Regions from separate parts of the Sus scrofa genome. Here regions 2 and 3 are each linked to region 1. Evidence: chromatin contacts called from public Hi-C and HiChIP or PLAC-seq data. All regions are on one chromosome and are shown on one strand. Each heading gives the region's core, a stretch centred on a gene start, on an enhancer-like site or on the middle of the called end of the contact. The rest is flanking DNA. Distances are from core to core; before and after follow the strand shown.

Evidence for each region. Hi-C and Micro-C count contacts between places; a contact is called where the count stands out from the background. HiChIP or PLAC-seq counts read pairs in DNA pulled down with a chosen protein or histone mark.
Region 2: a Hi-C map of epiblast stem cells shows a contact between it and region 1, with 2.1 times the contacts expected there. The contact joins the promoter of ARFGEF2 here to the promoter of SULF2 in region 1. A contact is called at or near these places in 1 of 5 promoter capture datasets (fetal skeletal muscle), 3 of 47 Hi-C or Micro-C datasets (embryonic fibroblasts, epiblast stem cells and subcutaneous adipose tissue) and 1 of 2 datasets of contacts at active chromatin or transcription factors (alveolar macrophages).
Region 3: a contact with region 1 is called in an H3K27ac HiChIP or PLAC-seq map of alveolar macrophages. The contact joins the enhancer-like site here to the promoter of SULF2 in region 1. A contact is called at or near these places in 7 of 47 Hi-C or Micro-C datasets (embryonic fibroblasts, fetal skeletal muscle, mesenteric adipose tissue and 3 more) and 1 of 2 datasets of contacts at active chromatin or transcription factors (alveolar macrophages).

The regions. Positions count from the first base shown.
Region 1 is chr17:49,803,201-49,806,700 of Sscrofa11.1, reverse strand. It overlaps SULF2 (extracellular sulfatase Sulf-2), which reads left to right and starts at 1,583. Exons shown (of 21, transcript XM_021077816.1): 1 at 1,583-2,313.
Region 2 is chr17:50,630,213-50,633,712 of Sscrofa11.1, reverse strand. It overlaps ARFGEF2 (brefeldin A-inhibited guanine nucleotide-exchange protein 2), which reads right to left and starts at 1,869. Exons shown (of 39, transcript XM_003483981.4): 1 at 1,562-1,869. The coding sequence starts at 1,682.
Region 3 is chr17:50,363,452-50,366,951 of Sscrofa11.1, reverse strand. PREX1 (phosphatidylinositol 3,4,5-trisphosphate-dependent Rac exchanger 1 protein) reads left to right here. Exons shown (of 40, transcript XM_021078040.1): 31 at 1,179-1,220; 32 at 2,222-2,439. Among named protein-coding and RNA genes, the nearest start is that of PREX1, 190 kb to the left of the region's middle. Within about 2 kb of position 1,836, at least 2 of the 83 cell types and tissues checked have an H3K27ac peak or open chromatin away from gene starts, as enhancers often do. A contact at or near this core is called in alveolar macrophages and retroperitoneal adipose tissue, where this site is marked.

The DNA.
Region 1 (3,500 bases), core at 334-2,833:
ACGGAGGGACGAGGGGAGAGCTGTGTTCCTGAACGTGAGGCCTGAAAGAAGGCGGGGCATGTATGAACTTTTTTTGCAGAATTCCCCGTGACCTCTGAGAGAGTCTCCAGAACCCAAGATGCAAAGCAGGCCAAAGGCAGATCCCGTCCCCGGCAGATCTCACCTCCCTCCCCCACCCCAGGCCCCTGAGACACCCCCAAGGGGTTCTGAGGTCCCAGTTCGTTTCCTGCCACAGGAAATACATGTTCCAAAGCCAGACACAGCCTCGGGTGCGTCAAAATTCCGTTTTGTCAACTTTGTGACCCTCTACCTTTCTGAGGATCAGTTTTCTTGAAAGATGGAGAGAACCAGAGGAGATAACCTAGTGTGGGCCACAGAACCAACTAGAACGGCACTATCCCGTATGGGAGCCCCTACCCATGTGGCTGGTCCAAATGAAGAGGCGCTGTAAGTGTAAAATACACACTGGATTCCAAAGACCTAGTAAGAAAAAATAATTTGTATATCGATTACATGTTGAGTGATAATATTTGGGATATACTGGATTAAATACACTATGAAAATTAGTTTCACCTGTTTCTTTTTTAATGCAGCCACTAGAACTTTATTTATTTTTTATTTTTGTCTTTTGTGTTTCTAGGGCCACACCCGTGACATATGGAGGTTCCCAGGCTAGGGGTCAAATCAGAGCGACAGTTGCTGGCCTACGCCACAGCCAGGCGGATCCAAGCCATGTCTGTGACCCACACCATAGCTCACGGCAACGCCAGATGCTTAACCCACTGAGCGAGGCCAGGGATCGAACCTGCAACTCATGGATACTAGTTGGGTTCATTAACCCCTGAGCCACGACGGGAACTCCTAGAACATTTTAAATTACATACATAGCTAGCTTTGTACTTGCCCTGGACAGCACCATACGAGAGGTTCCGCAGCAGAGATGTCCCTTTGCAAAGAGGAGGCAGAACGGGTGAATCAAGAAGCCTCAGGTTTTGTTCCCAGGAAACCAGAGGACAGCTGATCAGCAGCCTCAGTGGTCCTGAAAGGTGGGCACCAGAATCTCATTTGGAAAAGCAAGTTCCAGATTTTTCTGATTTACTTAGACTGTAAATGATCTGCAGTAGCTAAGGGAGATTATGGGGAGAGTCCAAAGCCCCCGACAGGGTCAGGACACTCAATTTGCATGTCAGATAAACAACAAGAATTTTTTAGTGTAAATATATCCTCATGCACCTTCTGCATTTTTATCTACTCAATATGACGACCCCAGCGAGCATGAAAGACCACAGCAGAGAAAGAAGCAGCTGTGTAGGAAAGTAACAATGGCCTGGGAATTAAAAACATGACTCTGGAGCCAAGCATCTTGGGTTCGAGTGCTGAGTCTACCACTTACCTTTGGGTGACCTTGAGCCAGTTATTTAACCTCTCTGTGACTTGGTCTCCACATCTGTAACCTGGGTATAATGATACTTAGCTTGTAAGAGTGTTACTAGGTTTAAATCCCTTACTCTGCCTGCAAGTACCCTTCTCTGCAGCTGAAACTGTTTTCCCTTAGCAACTGAGCGGGGTTTTCTGCAGCTACTAGTTGGTTCTCTGCCAGCTCATTGCCCACCGCTGTCAGCCCTGTCCCCCTCCAGGCCTCTCCTGGGACGCTGGGGACAGTGGAAAGCACGGTGGACAGCACCACCTTGAGTCGAATTCCTCCCCTCTCGAGGAAGCCGGTGTCTCCTCCTTTCTTTCCTATTCCCGGACCATTTCTGGGCAACGGCAGCTCTTTTCACGTGAGCTCAAGTTAATGTCTCAGGGAGCTTCCTGGGCGCGTGGGCAGTTCACCCTGCGATCTAGCTGCCCGCCCGGCCTCGAGCCGGCGTCTCCAAAGGGAAACGTGTGTGGTTAGAGGCGAGCGCCGGCTTTCAGCGAAGGCGGTCGAGTGTTTGCAGACCGGGGTGAGCCCTTGTGACAGCAGATAAAAGAAAACATTTATTAACGTGTCATTACGAGGGAGCGCCCGTCCGGACTGTTGCACGCCCCGCGGAACACTTGGCTCCTTCCAGCTCAGAGGCAGGAGAAAAAGAAAGCGGAAAAGAGGCAGGATTCTTTCTCTTCGTTCCAGCCAAGTGGACCTGATCGATGGCCCTCCTGACTTTATTGTGATTTCTGCTTTATTAGAGATGCCCTCCTCGTGTGTGTGTGTTACACACGCACGCACGGCTCTGGCCCGCGTCCCTCCCTCATTTCCAGCTCCTGGGCGAATCGAATCCCACAGCTGTTTCAACTCTCCGCCGAGGGCGAGCGGGCGCGAGTGTGTGTCGGGTGAGTGTGCGTCTGTGTCCCGGCGAGGGTGCGCGCTCGGCGCCGGGAGCGCGGCCAGCGGGGTCCCGAGGCATCGGGAGGCGGAGTGCCGTCCGGACCCCCCGCTCTCCGCCACTGCCCCGTCCGGGGCTGGACTTCGGGGCCGGAACCGGGCGCCGGGGGCAGCAGGGCCAGCCGGGCCGCCAGTCCTTCCAGCCAGAGGTAAAGCGCTGGCACGCGGGGGGCGCGGGGAGGGCGCCGCCGTGGGTCCCCGGGGCCCCCGCCGCTCTCCGCCCCGGCGCGCGCTCGGCTCCCCCGCGCGGAGGCCGGCGGCCGGCAGGCAGGCGGGGGGCCGGACCCCGGCGGTGCCAAGGCGTTGGGGCGCTGCGAGAGCCGCCCGGGCGGGGCGCGGACCCGGACTTTGGCGAGGGCGGCGTGCCGGGGCGGGGGCCGGGGGCGGCGGCGGCGGAGAGGCGGGAGGAGGCGGAGGGAGGGGAGGAGGAGCAGTAGCAGCAGCAGCACTCGCCGGGGATGCAGCAGCAGCAGCGGCGGTGGCGGCGGCAGCAGCAGCAGGCGGCGGCGGCGCGGAGTCCCCTGCGCCCCGCGGCCCGGCCGGGCTGCGGCAGAGGCGGCGGCCCCCGGGCCGGGTGAGGCCGCCGAGGGGGGTGCGTGCTGGTGAGTGGAGCGCCGCGATCAGGTGGGCGGCCCGGGGGCTCCCGGAGCCGGCCCCGGCCCCGGGGTGAACGCGGGCAGGAGCACCACCCAGGTGAACCCGGGCTGGTCCGGACCGCCCGGCTCCGGCCCCAGCGCACAGCACAGAGGTGGGACCCGGCCGGCTGCAGGGTGGCTCCGGCGCCGGCGGACCGCGGGAGGATGACCCGTTTGACCCCGCCGGCGGGCTGGGCGAGCGGGCAAGGGCCTCCCACCGCGCCCCTGACCCGCTGAAGCGCCACGCGGAGCCCTGGAGGCCCCCGGGGGGGAGTGGGGAGCAGCGCTCCGGGACCCGCCGACCGCAGGGGGATGGCCTTCTTGACCCCTTTGAGTTTAGACCCAATGGACCGGCTAGAAGCCAGACCACGTGGGGCTTCCCCGGGCAGGACGGGAGAAAGCGGTGGACCGGATCTTCCGAGACTGGGAACTAGCAGATACCGAAAGGGCAAACGGGATTAAAAAGACAAACTTCCTCCCAGGCCGGGTCAGAACCAGTT
Region 2 (3,500 bases), core at 620-3,119, 830 kb before region 1:
GCAGCTGCAGCTCCAATTCGACCCCTAGCCTGGGAACTTCCATACGCCATGGGTGCGGCCTTATAAAGCAAAAAAGAAAGGAAATTTCTCGCACTGATCCTGAATTTCACAGGACTAGCATCTGTTTCCAGATCATCTCAGCAACAACCACCTTTGTCTCAACAGTACCTGATCCTTGAGGAAGTCTCAGACCCTTCTGAGAATCTGATGAAAGCTATGGACTTCTTCCCAGAGAAGTGCAAAGTTCACAACCCCATTCCTAGGCCCCCAGAGAACACTCCAGAGTACCCTTCACCGAAGGAAGGGAGAAGGGTGATGTCACAAACCCTGTGACAGAAAATTAGACTTTCCATTGACTTAATTAACTGTTAGGGAAACCAGGTATTTTTACAGATTCCAAACCACAAGTAGTGGTGTGGTGAATTACTGTGAAGCCAATTCCTGTCAAAGGTGTAGATTCTCACTGCCTAGAACTCTCTTTTTCTGAAATTCCACATGGTGGACACCTCCTGCCTTCCAATACTTGGCCCAAATGTCACCTCCTCAGAAAGGATTACTTTCTTGAGGACCCTATGAAAAGCAATCCTCCGACTGCCTCTTGATCACATCTTGCTCTTTTCTTTTACTTTTACAAAAGTAATTCCTTAAAAGTTACTTTTACAAAAGTACTTAGTATTCAAAAATGTCTGATAATTTTTAAATTTACTTAGTCTCACCGATTAAAGTCTAAGCTCTTTTAAGGCCAAATACCTTGTCTGTATAGTACCCCACTGTATCTTGCTACACAAGGTGGGCATTTGATAAATATATGCTGAATGACTGAAACTAAAAGATGTTGATGTTGGAATCAATCATCAAGGTTTTCAACAAGCTATGAATCAGAGTTCTCTCCCTCTTTCAGTAATCTGTGGGTCCATACAATCAGCATCTACTGTGTGCTAGGCACTGTTGTGGGTGCAGGGGATCCAGCGGTGAATAAAAGACAAATATTTCTGTCCTCACAGACCCTCTATTTTACCGGACCGCCCGGAATGAGCAGATCCTTTGCACACCACGATACCTGGGAGGTGCAGGATAACCCTCTACATTGCCTTCTGGAGGGAGTTATGGGCGATCCTCAAATGAAAGGAAAACATTCATCATTTGGGCACTTTCAAAGCAGGTCTCAGGGGTTTCCCTAAACTAGTTGGGCAGCTCTTTCCACCTGCTCTGCTTACATGGGGGAACTCGAACCAGCAAAACCCAGGTAAAGAAAAAACTTAGAGCAAGGGCTGCTGCTTCTGCGGGTGGTGAGGGAAGGAACAGGAAACAGGAGGGCAAGAAGTCGTGGCAAAAACCCTGGGCTGGGACCCTGGAGACCCAGCCCTGGCTGTCACCAACTTGCTAGGTGACCTTGGGCCAGTCTCGAGCTACCGGGGCATCAGTTTCCCCTGGGGGTATAATGAGGAGGCCAGGAAGGTAGGATTCAGGGTCAGGGGGAAGTGACGCCCAGAAGGCCGGGTGGGGTAACGGCCGGTGTGGGGAGGCCGGCGCGGGGGCCGGGCCGGGGCGGCTCACCCACCGAGCGCCACCTGGCAGGCCCTGCGCAGCTGGGAGTGCTGGGGCCGCTTCACCTCCTTGTCGGCTAGAATCTTCTCCAGGGCCCGAGACACGAACATGCTCTTGGTCTGGCTCTCCTGCATGGCCCCGGCCCGGCGGGGGCTGGCAGCCCCGCGGGCGAGCGGCGCAAGCGGGCGGGCGGGCGAGCGAGGCAGCGGGCCCGGCGTCCAGGACGGCACCAGCCGCGTCCGTCCGCACCGCCCAGTCAGGAAGCGACGCCGCGGCCCCACGGCGCCGCCATGTTGGAGCGCATCACGTGACTACGTGACTGGCGGGGCCGCGGCTGCGTCCGTGGACCCCGTGACCCCCTAGAGGGCGGGGCCTATGGCTGGGGGCGGGGCGGGGCGGGCCCAGGTGGGCGAGGCGGTGGGGCTAATAGTGGAGGAAGGCAGGGGAAAAGTTGGAAGGTGAGGAGGTAAAGAAGAGAGGCAATAAGGGAGTCAGAGGAGGTGAGGAGGAAAGAGGAAGCTAGGGGGTTGGAAGAGCAGGTGAGATGGTGAGGAGGGGAGGCTCCAAGGTCGGGGAGAAATTGGGGCGGGGGAAGGGAGGTGGAGATGGGGAGAGAGGCGGGGGAAGGGGAGGGTTCAGGAGAAGCGCGGGGCGGGGGAAGAAGAGAGGAGAGGCAGGAAGAAGGGGAGCTTAGGAGGAGGGGGCTGAGGAATAGAATGGAAAAAGAGATGGTGTGGGAGGGAGGTGAAGGGAAGGAGGTGAGAAAGATAAGAAAACAGCCTGGGAGAGGGAGAGCACAAAGGAAGGGGTGGAGGGAAAGGGCTGGAGGAAGGGAGGGAGATTAAAAGGAGGTGTATTGGAGTTCCCGTCGTGGCTCAGCGCTCAACAACTAGTATCTATGAGGACCTGGGTTCGACCCCTGGCCTCGCTCAGCGGGTTAAGGATCTGGCATTGCGGTGGGCTGTGGCGTAGGTCGCAGACACAGCTCAGATCCCGCATTGCTGTGGCTGGGGCTGTAGGCCAGCAGCTACAGCTCCAATTTGACCCCTAGCCCGGGGACCTCCGTATGCCATGAGTGTGGCCTTAAAAAGACAAAAATAAATAAATAAATAAATAAATAAATAAATAAATAAATAAAGGAGGTGTATTCATGCACACTCCCAAAACAGGATTTCGCCACCCCCGTGGCAAGACAACCACTTGTCTTCCATTCAACCCTCCCATCACTGGAATAGAGCTGAGTCCTGGTATCCAGTCCAGTGAACGTCTGTGCTTCTGGTGCCACATCTGTGCATGATGCTGCTGGGAAAAACCACTCTGACTGCACCTCCCCGTGGAGTGTGTCCATCTATTTTCATAAAGCTGTGGTTCCTCCCAGTGCAGTGTGTGAGGCAGGGGGGCATTTGGGGGCAGGGGGCATCAGAAAGGGAAGAAACAGAGATGGCCAGTGTCACACAGCCTGCCAGTGAGGGTAAGGAGACAGGTATTCTGGCCCCAGGGGCACCCTCCACTCCCCGCCACTGCCACTGATAGCACCACACCCTTGGTCCTGTCTGCCCGTGCCCTTCCTTTCATGCGGCCCACCTGCTCCAAGGGAGCTGCCATGCTGTTGGGCTCCTGCAAGAACAGTGTCTTTTGCAAGGACAGTGTCTTGGAATCTCGGAAACTTGTGACACAGACACACTCCAATGCACAGGTCTCAGCTCAAGAATCTCAGGGAGGCCCTCTCTCCCTACAGCACATTCTGACCTTTTTCACTGTTGATTTGTTTTGTCCTCTGCCTCCGGTGTGGGCTGCAGAGGGACAGGCTGCATCCCCAGGGCCTGGTCCAAAGCAAGGGAGAGGTTTGATGGCCATAAATTCCATTGCTGTCGTGTAGCTTTGCAGCTCCTCCTGTCGAGAAGTGAAGTCTATTTCTCCACCCCCCGTGACTTGCCTTGACCAATAGATTA
Region 3 (3,500 bases), core at 587-3,086, 560 kb before region 1:
ACATAAAAGCTGTCTTTCTGGCTATTCTCGAACAATCAGAAGATCTGGTGATAACCGGCTCGCAATCCCACATTCACACTTGGCTGGAGCTGAGTGGTGGCTCCAGCTTGAGGTGGAGGAGGGGTGCCTTCCAATCCGCGTGGTTCCCACCACGCCCTGCGGCCTGGGCTCTGCATTACCTGCCTGGCCCTTGGCAGCATTTGAACCTGGAACTCCTGAGTTAGAAGGACCCAGGCCAGGGAGACATTTAACCAGGTCAGCTAGGCCATGACCCCAGGAACAGCACCCTCTGAGTAGGAGGGGACATCTTTGCTGGCCCTGAGCTGTCCTATTTTCCAAACTGCCATTGGTTAAGAGCATAGGCTCTGGAGCCAGATGGCCAGTGCTGGAACCCCAGCTCTCCCACTTATTGGCTGTGTGACCTTGGCAAGTTCCTTGACTTCTCTGTGCCTCAGTCTCTTCATGGGTTCACAAGGCTACCCCCCTCAGGGTTCTCGTGAGAATTAAATGAGCCAATGCAAAGAAGATGCTTAGCGCCCTGCCTGGCGCTGGTAAATCTCAGTGAGTGCACGTGGCTGTTGTCACCACACCCAGCCCTGCGTCTTGGCGCCTCCCCAGGACAGAATGTATTTCCAGAGGCCAAATCCAGAAGCCTTTCAGATTTTTCTTTTAAGCCCCTTCTGGGCCCAAGGGCCTTTATTTGAAGGAAGGAGACCAGGATGTGAGACCTGCATCTGGCAGGTGTGAGCTTTGTCTCCACGCGGGTAGGGCTTGGCCGTGTAGGATGTGACTACTGAGCATGCGTGTGAACGTATGTGACCTGAGTGGGCGCCCACGTGAATGTACATAGGTGTGTCAGTGTGTGCCCATGCACAGGTACAAGGTGCAGCTGGGGGGCTCTGGCCCAGGAGTTGGAGGGGTGGGTTTCAGTCCCCGTTTGGCGGGTGTATGTAAACAGGTGGGGTGCAGCTCACAGTTGAGCTTCCATCCCCCGAGGTCTGGGGGTTTCTGGAATCCGCCCAACGTCAATCAAAGCTTCTTGAGCATGACTGTGTGTACCCACTGTCACCACTGAGGAGTCAGAGCCCGAGGGCTGTGGGGAGGGCCCAGCTCTGTTCCCTCCTGCTCACCGCTCACTGCTCTCATCCCATCTCCCTTCTCGGTCCTTCTCCTTCCAGATGGAAAGAACCAGCTGCTCCTGGCCTTGCTGAAATGCACAGGTGAGGGCTTTTGGAAGGGCACCTGTGGTGTGCACCCACTCACGGCTGCTGGCTCTCATGACTGCAGCCCAGGGAGGCCTCTGCTGGCCAAGGTTGACCTTCCTGAGGTCATTGGGGCCTGCACGGGGGAGGCAACACGGTGGCCTCTTGCTCCTCCAAGAACTCCTTAGACCTCACTTCTTCCCCTTGTGTCCAGGGGACCAGTCTCAGGGTCCCGGAGCCAGCAGCAATGTCTCTTGCCGCCTCCCAGGCCTTGGCGATCGGGACGGGGACACGGGATAGTGCACCCTTGATTAGGGAGGCTCTTCCCTCAGCTGGGGGCTTCCTCCCCAGCAGACAGAGGGGAGCAGGGGGGTTCATGGTGGGCGAGGACAGTCTTGGAACATTGGAGGTGTTTTCAGACCCTCCTTTCCTTCCAGAAGTTCTCAGACAAGCAGCAGCTAGAATAGGATTGAGGTCAGAATCGTCTGAAAACCCATGGCCAGATTCAGTCATTGAAAATAATCCCTTCCAGGAGGTTGGGACCCTGAATGACTGCCCCCAGTTGGCCAGTCCTGGAAATCATGTCACGAGCAGGCGGCAGGGAAGTGGGGGTGGAGGGCATGACGGGAAGAAGACGTAGTTGTCAAAATAGAGGAAGCGGTAAACTGCATTTCCTAAAACATGGAGCTTGGCATCACTGTCATTCTCAGGCAAGGCCGAGAAATTTCCTAACAAATGGAGAAACAGCTGAGGGTCAGGGTTTGGGGAGAGCCTTTGGAAAATTACAAGTTTTTTTTTTTTTTTTTAAATAGGCAGACGGGTCATTCAGAGTTGAGTTTCTTAGCAAATTGGCTTGATTTTGGAGAGTTGATGTTTATGGAATTGGCCTTGGGGCCTGGGATGAATTAATTTTGGCAGGTTGGCCCCAGAGAGGTGGTTGGGTCTGGGAAAGGGGGCGTTTCTGGGCCCTGAGGTCACAGGAGCCCTGCCCGGCGGGGTCCTGCCCCCTCTGCCCACAGACACAGAGCTGCAGCTGCGAAGGGACAGCATCTTCTGCCAGGCCCTGGTGGCCGCCGTGTGTACCTTCTCTGAGCAGCTGCTGGCAGCCCTGAGCTACCGCTACAACAACAACGGCGAGTACGAGGAGAGCGGCCGGGACGCCAGCCGCAAGTGGCTGGAGCAGGTGGCGGCCACCGGTGTCCTCCTGCACTGCCAGTCCCTGCTCTCGCCAGCCGTGGTGAGTAGGGGAGGGGGCGGGCTTGCTCACCCAGTTCATTCATTCAGCAGTTATTTATCCAGCGCCACTGTTACAGGCCCTGGGGACCCAACAAGGGACAAAACAGAGAGGTTTTGTAGGTGGTCTTATATCCTAGTTTTGGGAGGCAGACATAAGCAAGTGAGGAAGAGGAATGGTATAGACCAGTGGTTGTTACCAGGACAGTTTTACCCCTGGGGACACTCAGCAGTGTCTGGGGGCATTTTGGGTTGTCACAACTACGGGAAGGGGTCGGGGGCTACTGGTGTCTGGTGTGTAGAGCCAAGAATGCTGCTAAACCCCCTGCAGCACACAGGATGCTCAGCCCGCCCCCCAGCACAGTTACCTGCCCCAGGTGTCAAGAGTGCTGCAGTTGAGAAACCCTCATACTTAGTGATAAGGGGAAAAATTAAGCTGGGAAGAGAATGAGAAGGTCTGGGGTGGTGGCAGTTGAAAGTTTCCATAAGGCAGCCAGTGAGGGCCTCCCTGAGAAGGTGACATCTGACCTAAGTGCAGGAGGGGAGGGCTGAGCCAGGAGGACACAGGGGAGGAGCCTTCCAGGCAGAGCAGCAGCTGCAAAGGCCCTGAGGCAGGAACTTGCACACAGTGTTTGGGACACAGTGAGGTGCCCATTGTGGCTGCAACAGAGCCAGGGGAGGGGAGGAGGGAGGGGAGTCCTCACTGGGGTCTGACTGTGCGGGTCTCACCGGCTGTGGTTGGAGTTTGGCCGTTACTCTGAGTGGGTGGGAGCCGGGGCAGGTTTTGAGCAGAGGAGGTCCAGGATCTGACTTTGACACTTAAAGGATCCTGCAGGCTGTGACGTGGGGAAGCTGGGAGGCCAGTGAGCAGGCTTCTGTGATCATCCAGGTGTACTTCCTCGGTGCCTATAGCATCTCGTGGAGTCCTCGAAGTGGCCCCAAGGCAGGTGCTTACCACCTGCGCAGTTTTTAAGGATGAGAACACTGAGGCCCAGGGAGCCAGGTGTGCCCCTAGGCCCAGTGCCCCTAGGCTGCCCTGCTTTCTCTGCATCTCCTCTTTTGCTC